3 separate regions of the Zea mays genome follow, and all the other regions are linked to region 3. Evidence: chromatin contacts called from public Hi-C data. All regions are on one chromosome and are shown on one strand. The core of a region is the stretch at or near the end of the contact, and the rest is flanking DNA. Distances in the headings are between cores, read along the strand shown. Region 1 holds the start of LOC103638868 (probable histidine kinase 1). Region 2 holds the start of LOC100193655. Region 3 holds the start of LOC100282298 (protein transport protein SEC61 gamma subunit).

Evidence for each region. Hi-C and Micro-C count contacts between places; a contact is called where the count stands out from the background.
Region 1: a Hi-C map of ear shows a contact between it and region 3, with 2.7 times the contacts expected there. The contact joins the promoter of LOC103638868 here to the promoter of LOC100282298 in region 3. A contact is called at or near these places in 7 of 25 Hi-C or Micro-C datasets (ear, endosperm, leaf and 2 more).
Region 2: a contact with region 3 is called in a Hi-C map of leaf, with 5 times the contacts expected there. The contact joins the promoter of LOC100193655 here to the promoter of LOC100282298 in region 3. A contact is called at or near these places in 2 of 25 Hi-C or Micro-C datasets (leaf and tassel).

The regions. Positions count from the first base shown.
Region 1 is chr9:113,017,794-113,022,115 of Zm-B73-REFERENCE-NAM-5.0, reverse strand. It overlaps LOC103638868 (probable histidine kinase 1), which reads left to right and starts at 2,180. Exons shown (of 13, transcript XM_020544106.1): 1 at 2,180-2,676; 2 at 3,679-4,322. The coding sequence starts at 3,898.
Region 2 is chr9:113,322,288-113,326,614 of Zm-B73-REFERENCE-NAM-5.0, reverse strand. It overlaps LOC100193655, which reads right to left and starts at 2,638. Exons shown (of 2, transcript NM_001138749.1): 1 at 2,426-2,638.
Region 3 is chr9:113,173,399-113,177,435 of Zm-B73-REFERENCE-NAM-5.0, reverse strand. It overlaps LOC100282298 (protein transport protein SEC61 gamma subunit), which reads right to left and starts at 1,578. Exons shown (of 3, transcript NM_001291547.1): 1 at 1,406-1,578; 2 at 1,184-1,299. The coding sequence starts at 1,499. The coding sequence ends at 1,184. LOC109942238 (a long non-coding RNA gene) reads left to right here. Exons shown (of 2, transcript XR_002264925.2): 2 at 1-185. It also overlaps the pseudogene LOC103638870.

The DNA of each region.
Region 1 (4,322 bases), core at 931-3,430, 160 kb after region 3:
ATGACATATAATTCTAACACTTGTTGCATGGAAACATTACAATATCAGTGGATGATAAAGAGAATGCACGATCATACATCTATCAACAATCATCGCTCATATTTGATACTAAAGATTAAAGATAGTTGATGGCTTCTCTCCTTAGATATATCACGATCCTACATCTATGGAAAACGATAGGTCCTAAACCCACCAAGAACGACCAACATAGCGTGATTTTATCACGAGCAAAATATAGCACGATGTTCTCTATCTCATACACAACTATAGTGCAATAAAGAACAACAGGGTTATGACAACAAAATCTTATATATATATATATATATATATATATATATATATATATATATATATATATATATATATATATATATATATATATATATATATATATATATATATATATATATATATATATATATATATATATATATATATACTGTCGACCACTCCGAAGATGTCCAAATACTGACAATTTCGAAACATCATATTGTACATGCTTTTAAATTAAATTATTTTATACTACCATATTTTGTTTAAATACTAGTACTTATTACAAGAAAAATATTCAATCTAATTAACTTAAAAGATTAATCATTCAATATTTCATTGTAATTATCTTTACCAAATTAATATACTAAAAATACATGCCGATTACTAAATTAATCAAAGAATAATTGATAGTTAATAGATTAATAAATATAAATTTCTTGGACAACCGATAGAAATTAGAAGTCACAGTGAACTTGGACAGAGGTAACATAGAAGGGCGGAGGCGAGGATCGCAAGGGCAACATGGCTTGTCTGGGTGGGACAATATGGGGACATCACGATGTGGTGACACGATACCGTACAAGTAGAGTGAGAGGAGGAAGAAAGAGGGAGGCCCGATCAAACGGTGTAAACACTTAATTTTCATCTACTGTTTGACACTATTATATTTGGTCTGGTTTCTGATAGTTGATGAAAATTACTAATTGTTATCTTTTTACCGATAAAATTAGATAATTTTCATCAACTGTGTTATGACCGATGAAAATTATTCATTTTTACTAGGTAAGCCAAAAGTACACCAAAATTGTTTAACTATGAAAGTATTTCAATTTTCTATTATGATAATAGTGGGCTAGTTAGTTTTTATGGCCCTTGTAATAAAAATCACATGATTTCCGGATTTTCGGCATCAGACAAAACAATGTTAGACCAAGGAGTATAGTAGTACGAATCATTTGGGTGTTGTCGGGACTGTGACCCTACTATACATTCGTAGCGATGCTTTTTTGTCGCAAACAAAAAGGGAAATTCATAGGAATAAATATTTAGAAGGTAAAAAATACCTCGAAATTGTTTTTATAAACTGATCAAAGAGAAAGTGGACGTAAAACTAGAAAAATAAAATATATGATAATCCTTATCCTTTTTAAAGCACCAATTTCTTACGTCACATACAAAACGCGTAAATATATCCTTGTCTCCCACTTCTTGTCCAACAATGGGCCTTATATATTGTTACTAGGGGCGGACCTAGTGGGTGGTTTATGTGGCCCACGGCACACTCTAAGATCATATAAGATTAGTTAGCATAGTGATGTAAATACTATCTTTTGAACTTGACAGTCAAGGTTCGAGTTTTATTGATCTTTGTTTTTTTTGTTTCTTTTTTTATATTTTTTCGGCACACCCTAAGCGTAGCAGCTTGGTCCGCTACTGATTGTTACACAACATATGTGTTATGATAAATCACTCAAACATAATACGACAAAAAGCCACACATAACTCAGGACTCTCATATGTATCACCTCGTTAGCTGAAGGACAATAAGCGATCGAGCAAGCTATAAAAAAACAGATTAGACTCTTTTTGAACTCATAAACTTTGTTGGCCTTTTAGATAAAATAAAATATAATATTTGTTTTTATCACTCTAATATTTAATATATGAATTATATGTTTACTTTAATATTAAATTTATTTTTATAGGTATTAAATATAATTGTGCGTCGTCACATTATACGGACGCAAATCCAAGCTAGGACGTCCATGAGACCAATAGACCATGACCATGGCCCAGAACTCCAGAAGCATGGTACCAGGCACTCAGGCGGCTGACTCGGCGAGCTCGTTACCCCGCACGACCGCAGCCATCATTTAAAAAACTCCCCCGTCCGCCCGGTTCCCCCGCCGCGTTTATTAACCGCCTCCCCTCGTCGCTTCCCTCCGCGCCCACCACTACCACCACCACGGGGCGGCGGCCAGATTGGCCGGCGAGAAACGGAAAAAAGAAATCAGCCACGAGAGCGAAGACTAAACAAGTCGGGCGGAGGGCGTCGCCAGTTGCGCAATTCTTTTCGCTGCGCACATGGCCCATCCGCCCCCGCGGGCTCGATTCCTTGCACCAGCTGCCCAGCCTGCCCCTCCGCCACCCCGCGCAAATTTTATACTATTCTCGTCACATGGACGCTGCGCCCCCGCCCCGCTCGCGGCCATTAGATCCTCCTCTGCAAACTCCACCCTCTTCCTCCGGCCCTCGCCTCTGCTCCTGCTCTGCTCCCCGTCGCATTGACCCGCACCTGCTTCCTGTGCTCGCGTGCAGCTCAGCTCAGTTCTGCTCCGTCCGTCCAGGCCGTGACGACTCGTCTGGGATGGCGTCTCCCCGAGCTGCGCCTTGTTCTTCCAGGTGGGCGATCCTTGCTTGCGTGCCGCGAGGTTTATTGATCGGGAGTGCTGGCCGGCCGGCCAGGCATTTTGTTGGATGGGTGGCGGGCGTAGTGCTATTCAGTCCAGCTGTTCCGTTTTGGCTGTTTTTTTATTGCTCTTTCGTGCGTACCAACTTTGCTCGGCCGTCGCGCGGTGAGAGATTTGATCTTGAGCTCTCCAGGATCACTTGATCTTTTTTCGGCATTTCGTCGAATGGGTAGATCGTCTAGCCCATCAGACCAGGGGATCCTACTCGGATCAGGTCTCCGACGTATGTTTTCCAGTTGGGCGTACCGTTGTTTCTTGATTTCAGTTAAGCTTGTGGTGCCTTTCTTTGGTGGCCAAGTGTTTGACTTTGTGAGCTGTATGCCGCGTAGTTGATCCGTAAAGACTAGGGTGTTATCCCCTGGAGGGTTCAGTTTAGTTGGGTATAAGTTAGTTTTGTCAGGTTTGCACCTCAGTGTTAGTGACTCATCAGTTAGTTTTGTTCGGTAATTCAGCAGTGTTTGATTTTGGCCACAGCCGGAGAACCCCAGAATCTTGGATTCGGTTGTGCACTTTTTTTTTCACCGATCCTTCCCTTGATCCAAAGATGATCCAGTATGCCTTGAGGGAATGGAAGGTTCCATCTTTATGGCTTAGAATTCCGTTAAAAGCTGAGTTTTGTGTCAGCTTTTGGTAGTGCGCTGTTATTTGTTTTCTTGAGCAAAGCTTCTACTCTGTTGAGATGTTCCATCAAAGCCAAATCCTTTTGGCATCTTGATGAACTCATATGTTGTTTGTTTGATCATTCTTAACTTTCTATTAATCATAGTCTGCTCCCCAGTCAGCCTTTCAGTTTCTGTAATCAATTAATTTGCATTGAAAAATTTATCAATCTATTTATCTATATCGTGTATATAGCGTTTCATTTGACTCCTCCATGAGGATACCATCCTTTTGTTTAATTTGGTACTGAGCTGCAAATGGAATGTATACGCAGATAAGAAGCAGCTTCCGATTATCTCTCTCTCATTGGTTAGTCAGTGAAACTGTTATGCTACGGATTATATCATTCTCAGAGAACAAGGAGCATTGAAATTTCGGCCATGGATTAATGTTATCAGCTATAATCAGCAACATCATCTGTTGGGTTCAACAGTCAACTGATGTTTGAGTAAATTTCAATGTGATCGGAAAACCGTGCTGATTATCGAGAAAGATGGGGGACGACTACCTAGCTGAACCTGAGGATGAGGTTGCACAATCAATGTGGCCCGAGAATATAGGAGACAAACACCAGAGGCAGTTCAGAATGGAAAAGTTTAGGAAGGACCAAGATGCTTTCAAGGATGTGAAGTTTGATGAAAAGCCTGTTCATGTGGACTTTCAGCGGCTTATGGAAATGGCAAATTCTGAGAAAGGTGTTTCTCAGATGCAATACTTTATGAAGCACTGGGAATATAAGAGAGCCAATGCTGCTCGACTTCTGGAGGAAGAGCTTGGCCTTCTCTGCCAACAAAGGAAAGAGATTGAACAAAATAAGCAACAAATCTTGGAGGAGCAACGTTTTCAGGATGAGAGTTATTACGCTGTAAAACGGCATGTACCAATACTGGATGAAGTTTATGAAGATGAGTGGAAGCG
Region 2 (4,327 bases), core at 1,389-3,888, 150 kb before region 3:
TTTTTTTCTTAAAAAATAGTTTCGTTATCATACGATTTTGGCAGCCTACAAATATATTATAGTAGACATGTAGATGAAGTTGCGGTAGGAGAAAATAGAAAACTATAGTAAATAGAAAACTAGAGTTGTGGTGGGAGATTCTAGAGTCCAAAGGTTTTTAATTTAGTAGAACTAAAAAATAATACATGATATGTGACTTTGGTATTGATAAACATGAGGAAGGATGCTAGTTTAGAAGATCAAGTAGTGCACAAGAAGGATAGATTTCGATATTTAGGATCATTGCTACAGAGAGACGAGGATATTGATAAAGATGTTAGCCATAGAATTAAAGCTGAGTGGATAAAGTGGCGTCAAACATCTGACGTTCTATGTGACAAGAGGGTACCATAGAAGCTAAAAGGCAAGTTTAATAGGACGGCGATTAGACCTGCTATGTTCTATGGTGTAGAATGTTAGCCTACAAAAAGACAACATGTTTAGCAGATAAATGTTGTGGAAATGCATATGTTGCGTTGAGTTTGTGGCCATACAAGAACGGATTGAGTATGAAACTATAAAAAGCTTGTCCAACACCAATTGAGATAGTTTGGACATGTGCAACAGAGACCTCTAGAGGCACTAGTGTGTAGTGTAATCCTAAGGCGCGATAGCAATAGAAAGAGATGTAAGGGAAGACCCAAGTTGACATGGGAAGATGCAGTAAAGAAGACTTGAAAGGATGGAATATACCAAAGATTTAGCCTTGAATAAGAGTGCATGTAAAACAGCTATCCATGTGCCTGAACCTTAACTTGTGATTTCTATTGGGTTCCAACTCTAGCCTACCCAACTTGCTTCGGACTAAAAAGGATTTGTTGTTGTTGTTGATGATGTTGTTATAGTAAGAAATGCAGATGAAGTTGTGTTTGGGGGTAAGTGGTCCATCTACAAACATCACTCTTCTGCAACCGAACAGAGTAGTTTCCTCTACCAAAACAAGCCACATGAGAGGTGGACCAGGAGAGTTTCACAGGGTAATGGAGTGTAAGCGAATACGGATAAGATGTTAGGTGTCGCAGTAGAATAACAGGAAGACATCACCATTCACCAGGTCAGAGCTTTTGGCTTGGTGACAGTCAGCCATGCACAAAACTGACTGGAACTGGAATGGCTTTGGGTCTAGAAGCTAGCAAGATCCAGCACCTTATGTGTGTGAATGCAAATTGTATGTGAACCTAAATTCTGCTGGGAGCTAAAACATGCAGGGCCATTAGTGCCGACCCTCAGTGGCCAGGAGTATTACCACACGCTTTTATTTACACAGGAACCTAGAGAAGCTAAATGTCCTAGATATTGAATATGAAGAAAAGCGGTAACATTGTTTTACATGAAATGCTCATACATGTGTGTGTTTGTAGAACAAAGCTATGTTTAATTCAATGGGAAAAAATGGAATTCTAGCAACAAATATCTTATGTCCAAGAAACTATAATGATTTTCCAAACAGATTAATCCCTGAGCTGGTGGTACAAACAAAGTAACAAACAGCAGCTAATCCAGGATTTTAATTTCAAGTCCATGCTGAGCCAATACTCCAACATACATTTGATATATTCCAATGGTCAATTAGGTAAACAACTATAAGATTTTCTGACATTCGAATGAGCAATTAGTTAAACAACTATAAGATTTGCCAACCGTTTCAGTATATAAGTATAAAAAAAGTATGGTATAATTAGTTAAACAACTATAAGATTTGCCAACCGTTTCAGTATATAAGTATAAAAAAGTATGATATAATTTAAAACATCACATAATATCTTAAGTTCAACAATTAAGCTTGAAATTTGCATAAATTACAATATGTGTACAACCTAAGAGTTCACACACTTAGTCCACATATTTGAGAACTATTAAGCCCCTGGACACCACGTTCCCAAATCGTTGCTCTTTTGTTAATAACGAAAGAAAACTGTTACAAGCAACCATCAAATTTGTGTTATCATTGACAATTCAGTCTAATTAGTTCCATATACTGGGAATTGACAAAGTGAAACACAGCTCACATTCACGAATTCACTACCAGCAAAAGCATCACCGAGTCAAGTGCATGATTTTTTTTTTTTTGCAACTCTCTCCGAAGTCAAAATCTAAGCACCGGCATGGAATGGTAGCGCCCGATTCTGAAGTCACAATCTAGGGCACAGATTCATAATCATAACACGAAGGCCTACCCTTTCCAGCTACATTAAGGGACAAGGGCGGACCAAGTAAAGGACATGGGTGTACACATGTACACCCGACATATTTTTTTTTTTTGCAAGACAATCGAAGCTAGTAAGCATAATACACGTATACACTTGTAAGTATATCAGATCCGAGTACAGGGTTTGGGTGCACGGCTTCGCGCAGCAGGGAAGGGAAGATAAAGGGGTGCGCGTACCTGGTAGTGCTCGTCGACGGCGAAGGGACCGAAGAAGACCTGGGCACCTGCCGTAGGGCGGCAGCGACTGTCGCTCGTCGTTGCCACGATAGAAGGGGACTAGGAGAGAGAGAGCGGCGGGCCGGAGAACGGGGTTGGGGTTGGCGGCGGCTGGGGTTGTTTCTACTCTTACATTTTGGCCCAATACCTCAAACAGATAACCCAACGCTAGCAAGTAGCAAGCATGTTTCTTTCTTTTTCTCTTCCTTTTCTCATTGACGGGAGTAAAAAATTTGTACTAAACATATATACACAACAACAAACATTAATATAATATGTAAATTCTGTGTGGCAAACATTATCAATATTGTAAAACAACTTTATGTATTGTTATTGTTGGTCTCAGGCGAGTCGTGACTGCGTCTCCGCCTGAGGTTAGCCTCGAGCGAGTCGTGACTGCGTCTCCCACCTGAGGTCGGCCTTGGGCGAGTCGTGAATGTGTCTCCGTCCGATGTCGGCCTCGATCGAGTCGTGACTGCGTCTTCCGTCTGAGGTAGGCCTCGGGCGAGTTGTGATTGCGTCTTCCACCCGAGGTTGGCCTCGAGCGAGTCGTGACGGCATCTCCCGCCCGAGGTCGGCCTCTGGCGAGTCGTGACTGCGTCTCCCGACATGGGTAGCCCTCGTGCAAGTCGTGATTGCGTCTCCCGGCCGAGGTTGGCCTCGGGCGAGTCGTGACTGCGTCTCTCGCATTAGGCCTCGGCGAGTCGTGACTACATCTGTCGCCCGGGTCGGCCTCGGGTGAGTCGTGACTGTGTCTCCCACCCGAGGTAGGCCTCAGGCGAGTGGTTGGGGGAGACGACAGGGGGCGCGGAGCAGGGTACTCGGGGGGAATAACGACGTGGAGGCAAAGGTCATGGGGTGGGGGCGTGTGCGCAATCGAGCGCGAAGGGGAGGCAGAGGCATCCAGGTTCTGGGAGATATACTACTGGGACTTCTGCTAGGTCATCAGGTACCTCTTCTCCTGCCGCGCACCTGGACAACGGGCCGCCAAACGTGGATCCGACCTGACCCAGGCGGTGGCGACGGGGGAGCGAGGTTGTCGGGGCGAGGGAGGCGCGAAGCGGGGTTCCCGGGGTGGGGTTGGGGGAGACGACACGAAGGTGGAGGTCACGAGAGGGGAGCGAGGTTGTCAGGGGGGCGTAGAGCGGGGTTCTCAGGGGGAGTGACTTCGTGGAGGCGAAGGTCATGGGGCGAGGGGGCGCAGTTGAAAGGGAAATGTGCCCTTGGGCCATTTCTAAGTATTTTGGTGATTTAGTGTCCAACACAAGTGCCCTAGTGTAAAAAGGTGGACAAAGTACAAATCAAGGATAAAGGTATGTTTCTCAGACTTAGTACATTGTTCTATGGACTAATGTGTTGTGTCTAAGTGCTGGAAACAGGAAAAATCCAATTGGAAATGTCTTGGCTCGAGCAGCCAAGAATCTGCTGAGTCTGGGGGCACCGGACTGTCCGGTGGTGCACCGGACAGTGTCCGGTGCGCCAGGCTGGCTCGAGCGAAATGGCCGCTCTCGGGAATTCACCGGCGATGTACGGCTATAATTCACCGGACTGTCCGGTGTGCACCGGACTGTCCGGTGAGCCACCGGTCGGCCGGGCCAACGGTCGGCCGCGCGATCTGCGCGGGCCACGTGGCCGAGCCAACGGCTAGAAGGAGGCACCGGACTGTCCGGTGTGCACCGGACATGTCCGGTGTGCCAACGGCTCCAAGTCTGCCAACGGTCGGCTTCGCCATTTAAGGAAAGAAATCGGGCACCGGACAGTGTCCGGTGTGCACCGGACTGTCCGGTGCGCCAGTCGACAGAAGGAAAGATCAGCCTTCCTGGATTGCTCTCAACGGCTCCTAGCTGCCTTGGGGCTATAAAA
Region 3 (4,037 bases), core at 329-2,828:
GCATAGGCTCATTGGGTTGCTAACTGGTAGGTTTTTTTTGGTTATAAGATTCTTCATATCTTTTTTCATTTAGATTAAAAGTTTGTGCCGTGCCCTTGATTGCAACCATGAAGCTGCAGTTTCTGCTGTAGTGATTTTGGTCTGATGCTCAAATATAATGTTGAGGTGTGTCTGCGTGCTATTGCTTCAAGCACACTGTTTTTACTGGGTTCCTTCTGAAGAAGCCACACATGGTTTTCTTTTTGTTTCTTCTTTTACCTGTTTGAATATTCCCATTGAAACTTGTATATGTGTCTCATCTACCTTCCGGAAAAGAGGTTAAAAGAGTATATCATGTTTTATGTTAGTCTGAAAAGACGTTTCAACGTTCATTTAAACATTTAAACGTTGAAAAGTTGGTTCTTAACGTTCTACCGCTTTAATAACCATGAGAGGGAATCCGCCATTCGCATAGCTTGAACCATCATGTTTGCAGTTAGGAAGGTTGCAAAAAATGTGTTCCAATAACAAAATAAATCAAGGGCCGGTACTATACAATGTACAATTATGTTTGCCTTGGTAGTATTTGAGTTGGAAATTCGACAACGTGTTTTAGCATAATAGGTCCCATATGTAGAGTAGTGAGGAATGATAGAGTCCAACTCTCCTCAGCAACTCAGACAAAAGGAACAACTTTGCAACTTGTACTAAACCTACATAAATAACTCTGATGAGTTATAAACTGATACTGACTTGAGGCTGGGATTCAAAACTGGGTTCACAAGTCACAACCAGTTGGGACCAACGACTTACATAATCCGCTACTGCTACTGCAAATGTGAACAGATGAAACTGCAGTAATCACCTGCTAGAATTTTTATTCTGATAAGTATACTGCTAAAATTTCTCTTGCTACAAGTATATCTGACTCTATCCAAAGATCATGGAGGTAAAATCCAGTAACCCAGTTTCCACCTAATCGAGAATGATAGGCCACGAAAACAAAATTCACAGCCATAGTGAACAAGCATACTCAGATCGGCCGAGATGTTACCAGCCCCACGGTCTCCGCACCACCTAATTTCACCCCTCAAAAGCGTGCACACACAAACAGAACCGCGCACCGCAGATCCGCAAACAACGACATCGAAACAAGAAAATCTAACGGATTTGGGTAGATAATAATGGAATAGTAGACACGAACCTAGCCGGAACCGACGATGATGTTGTTGATGGGGATGAAGATGAGCTTAACGAAGAAGCCGACGAAGCCCATGACGACGAACCCGATCGCCGTCCGCGCCGCCACCTTGGTGAACTCTGCAAGCACAGATCCCAGAGAAACACCGTCAGATCTGACGGTGGTCGAACCAAAACAACTCGGATACGAACAGGGCGCGGCGGAAGGAGGGATCCTGGCAGGTACCCTTGCGGTCGGGCTTGTGGCAGCGCTTGACGAGGCGGACGCTGTCCTTGGCGAAGTCGCGGAGGGGATCCACCACGCTGTCGATCGCGTCCATGGCGACGGGGCGAGATCTCGAGACGAATGTGGAAGGAAGCTGATGAGAGGATGCGGTTTTGCGTTTGGGAAATTTGCTTGTCTCTCCTGATGGGTGGCCCCTTTATTATACAGTGTACATCACAGAGCCACGTCATTCCACAAATCACAACGTTGCTTTTTTCAAGATTTTTGTCACCGTTTTTTGCGTTTGGTTGCAATGACAGGACGGGATAGGATGGGACGATCCCTAAAATTAGATTGTTTGGTTCTGGGACAAGGATTGGGACAGGACTATCCAGTGTTGTCCTCTGTTGTCCCTTAAAATTAGAGGGACAGGAGAGGACGACAGGGGATGTCCCTGTCCTGGCTGTCCCACAACCAAACAGATTAGATCGTCTCTAGTGCTGCCCTGCTGGGATGTACGCCGTATGACAGTTAGGCTATCTCCACAGTACAAAATTCTCTTCAAACTTTTCTCTATAAATAATGTCATCTATAGTTCAACATCCTCTAATCTTCAAACTCTATTGTAGACAGTCATTATTTCCTACCAAATCAATTTGACAATCCTCAATTTCTTCAATTGCCACAGTATCGACAACATAAACATAAACGGATATACAGTTTTATAGTGTGCTACTATAAGAATTCCCACAGTTGACATTATCTCTACTACTTATTAAGACGGCAAGGGTAGCCTGTCGTTCTGCCATTATACAATCTCAACCGTCCGATATATCGTTCGGCAATCTCAACCATTCGATTCGCCCACCACCACACGCCCTGATCCGCCTCGTGAAGCCAAAAGCCCCATCCACTGCGCCTGCGATCCCCATCCGTTCCGCCTCTTCTGCCTCCGTTCCGCCTCTTCTGCCTCCCCCGCATGCTGCGCCAAGCATGCTCCGCGCATGTTGGGGCGCGCCCATCTGCATCCGCAACCCCACCGCGTTCGCATGTCGGGACAGGTCCGATGGCGGACCGCTCGCTACGGCTCAAATCACTTCGCAAAGCAGACAGGATCGGGTAGCTGAGGTCATTGCGAGCGCCGTCTAGGGTTTCTTACCACTGTCGCCGCCCATCCGAAGCAAATGTCGCCCGAAGTAGCTATGGTGCCACCCATCCGCCCGCCGCTGCTATGAGAACATCTGGGTTGTCGGTCGCCGGTTCCCCGTGCAACATGCCCCTTCCCCCTCCGTCTAGGGACCTAGGGTCCTTGAACGTGAGGAGGGCGCGGACGAGGGGGCGGGAGCGGCCACCTCTGGTGGGGGCGGAGCTCATACTTATCTCCAACAATGCGGGGGACGCTACCAAGGGCGAGGAGTCGGCGTCGCACTTGGAAGGGGAGCTCGTGGCGGGGGTCGCCACCACCGTGGCATGCTGCACTTCGGTCAACGCCCCGCCCCTGGCACCGTCCGCTACGGCCCGCCCCTAGCACGAGCCCCAATGACGGTGCTTCACCACCGTGGACCAACCGCGCCCCTAGATGCACGGCCATACCCTCACCGCCCACGTCATCTCCGCCCACGCCGTCCTCGACAAGCCCTCCACATACCACCGGTTACACCTGCATCGCCAAGTTCCTCTGCCCGAGGCGGTCACGCGGGCGGCACTACGAGGAGTGGGGACACACCAGGGCAGCGCATGCTGAAGCTCATCTACCCGAAGCGTAGTGTGGTGGTGGTGCTGCGGCGATGGGCGAAGGAGGGCCGCACAGTGCAGAACTATCAGCTCAATCACGTCGTCAGGGAGCTTCGGAAGTACAGTCGCTTGAAACACGCCATGGAGGTACACCGTACACCGCCCAACCCTTGCCATGTTTCCACCGTTGATGCTTCGAAAACTCTCCCACTCGCCACCTACTCAACGTATTACCAACCTGATTCCTGACGTGACCCCACTCGTCCCGTTCTCAATTTGGCATGTGAACAGATAGATCGGTCACACATCGTTTTCTGCTTTACAGCTATCACTTTCTAAGATTATCAGATTGGATTGCTACACTGGGAGCAATATATGGTATGACTTCATTATTTCTCTGACTACCTGATTATGTTTTAGTGGGAAAGAATGTCTTTAATTATCCAGTAAGCAGCACTTGGTTTGCCGCCAAATTCTATTGGTTCCTTGTTCTCTGCATGCACGAACAGTGAAGCATGTCAAATTGTAAGATGTTTCAGAAGCAAGCAACTCAAGGTTAAATGATTAGCTCGGCTAAAGTGTTTGCCTTGTGTGCAAGGAGGTGCTATTTTTAGTGATCTCATCATCTAACCTTTGTGAGAGCACCTAGAGGGGGGGAGGGGTGAATAGGTGATCCTGTAAAACTTGAAACTTAATACCACAAAACTTGATTAGGAGTTAGCACAAGAATGCCACGTGACAAGAGAAGAGTCTTTGCAAGACACGATAACCACAAGAAGATCAATCACAGATAGACACAGTGGTTTATCCCGTGGTTCGGCCAAGTTCAACATTTGCCTAGTCCACGTTGTGGCGTCCCAACGGACGAGGGTTGCAATCAACCCATCTCAAGCGGTCCAAAGACCCACTTGAATACCAC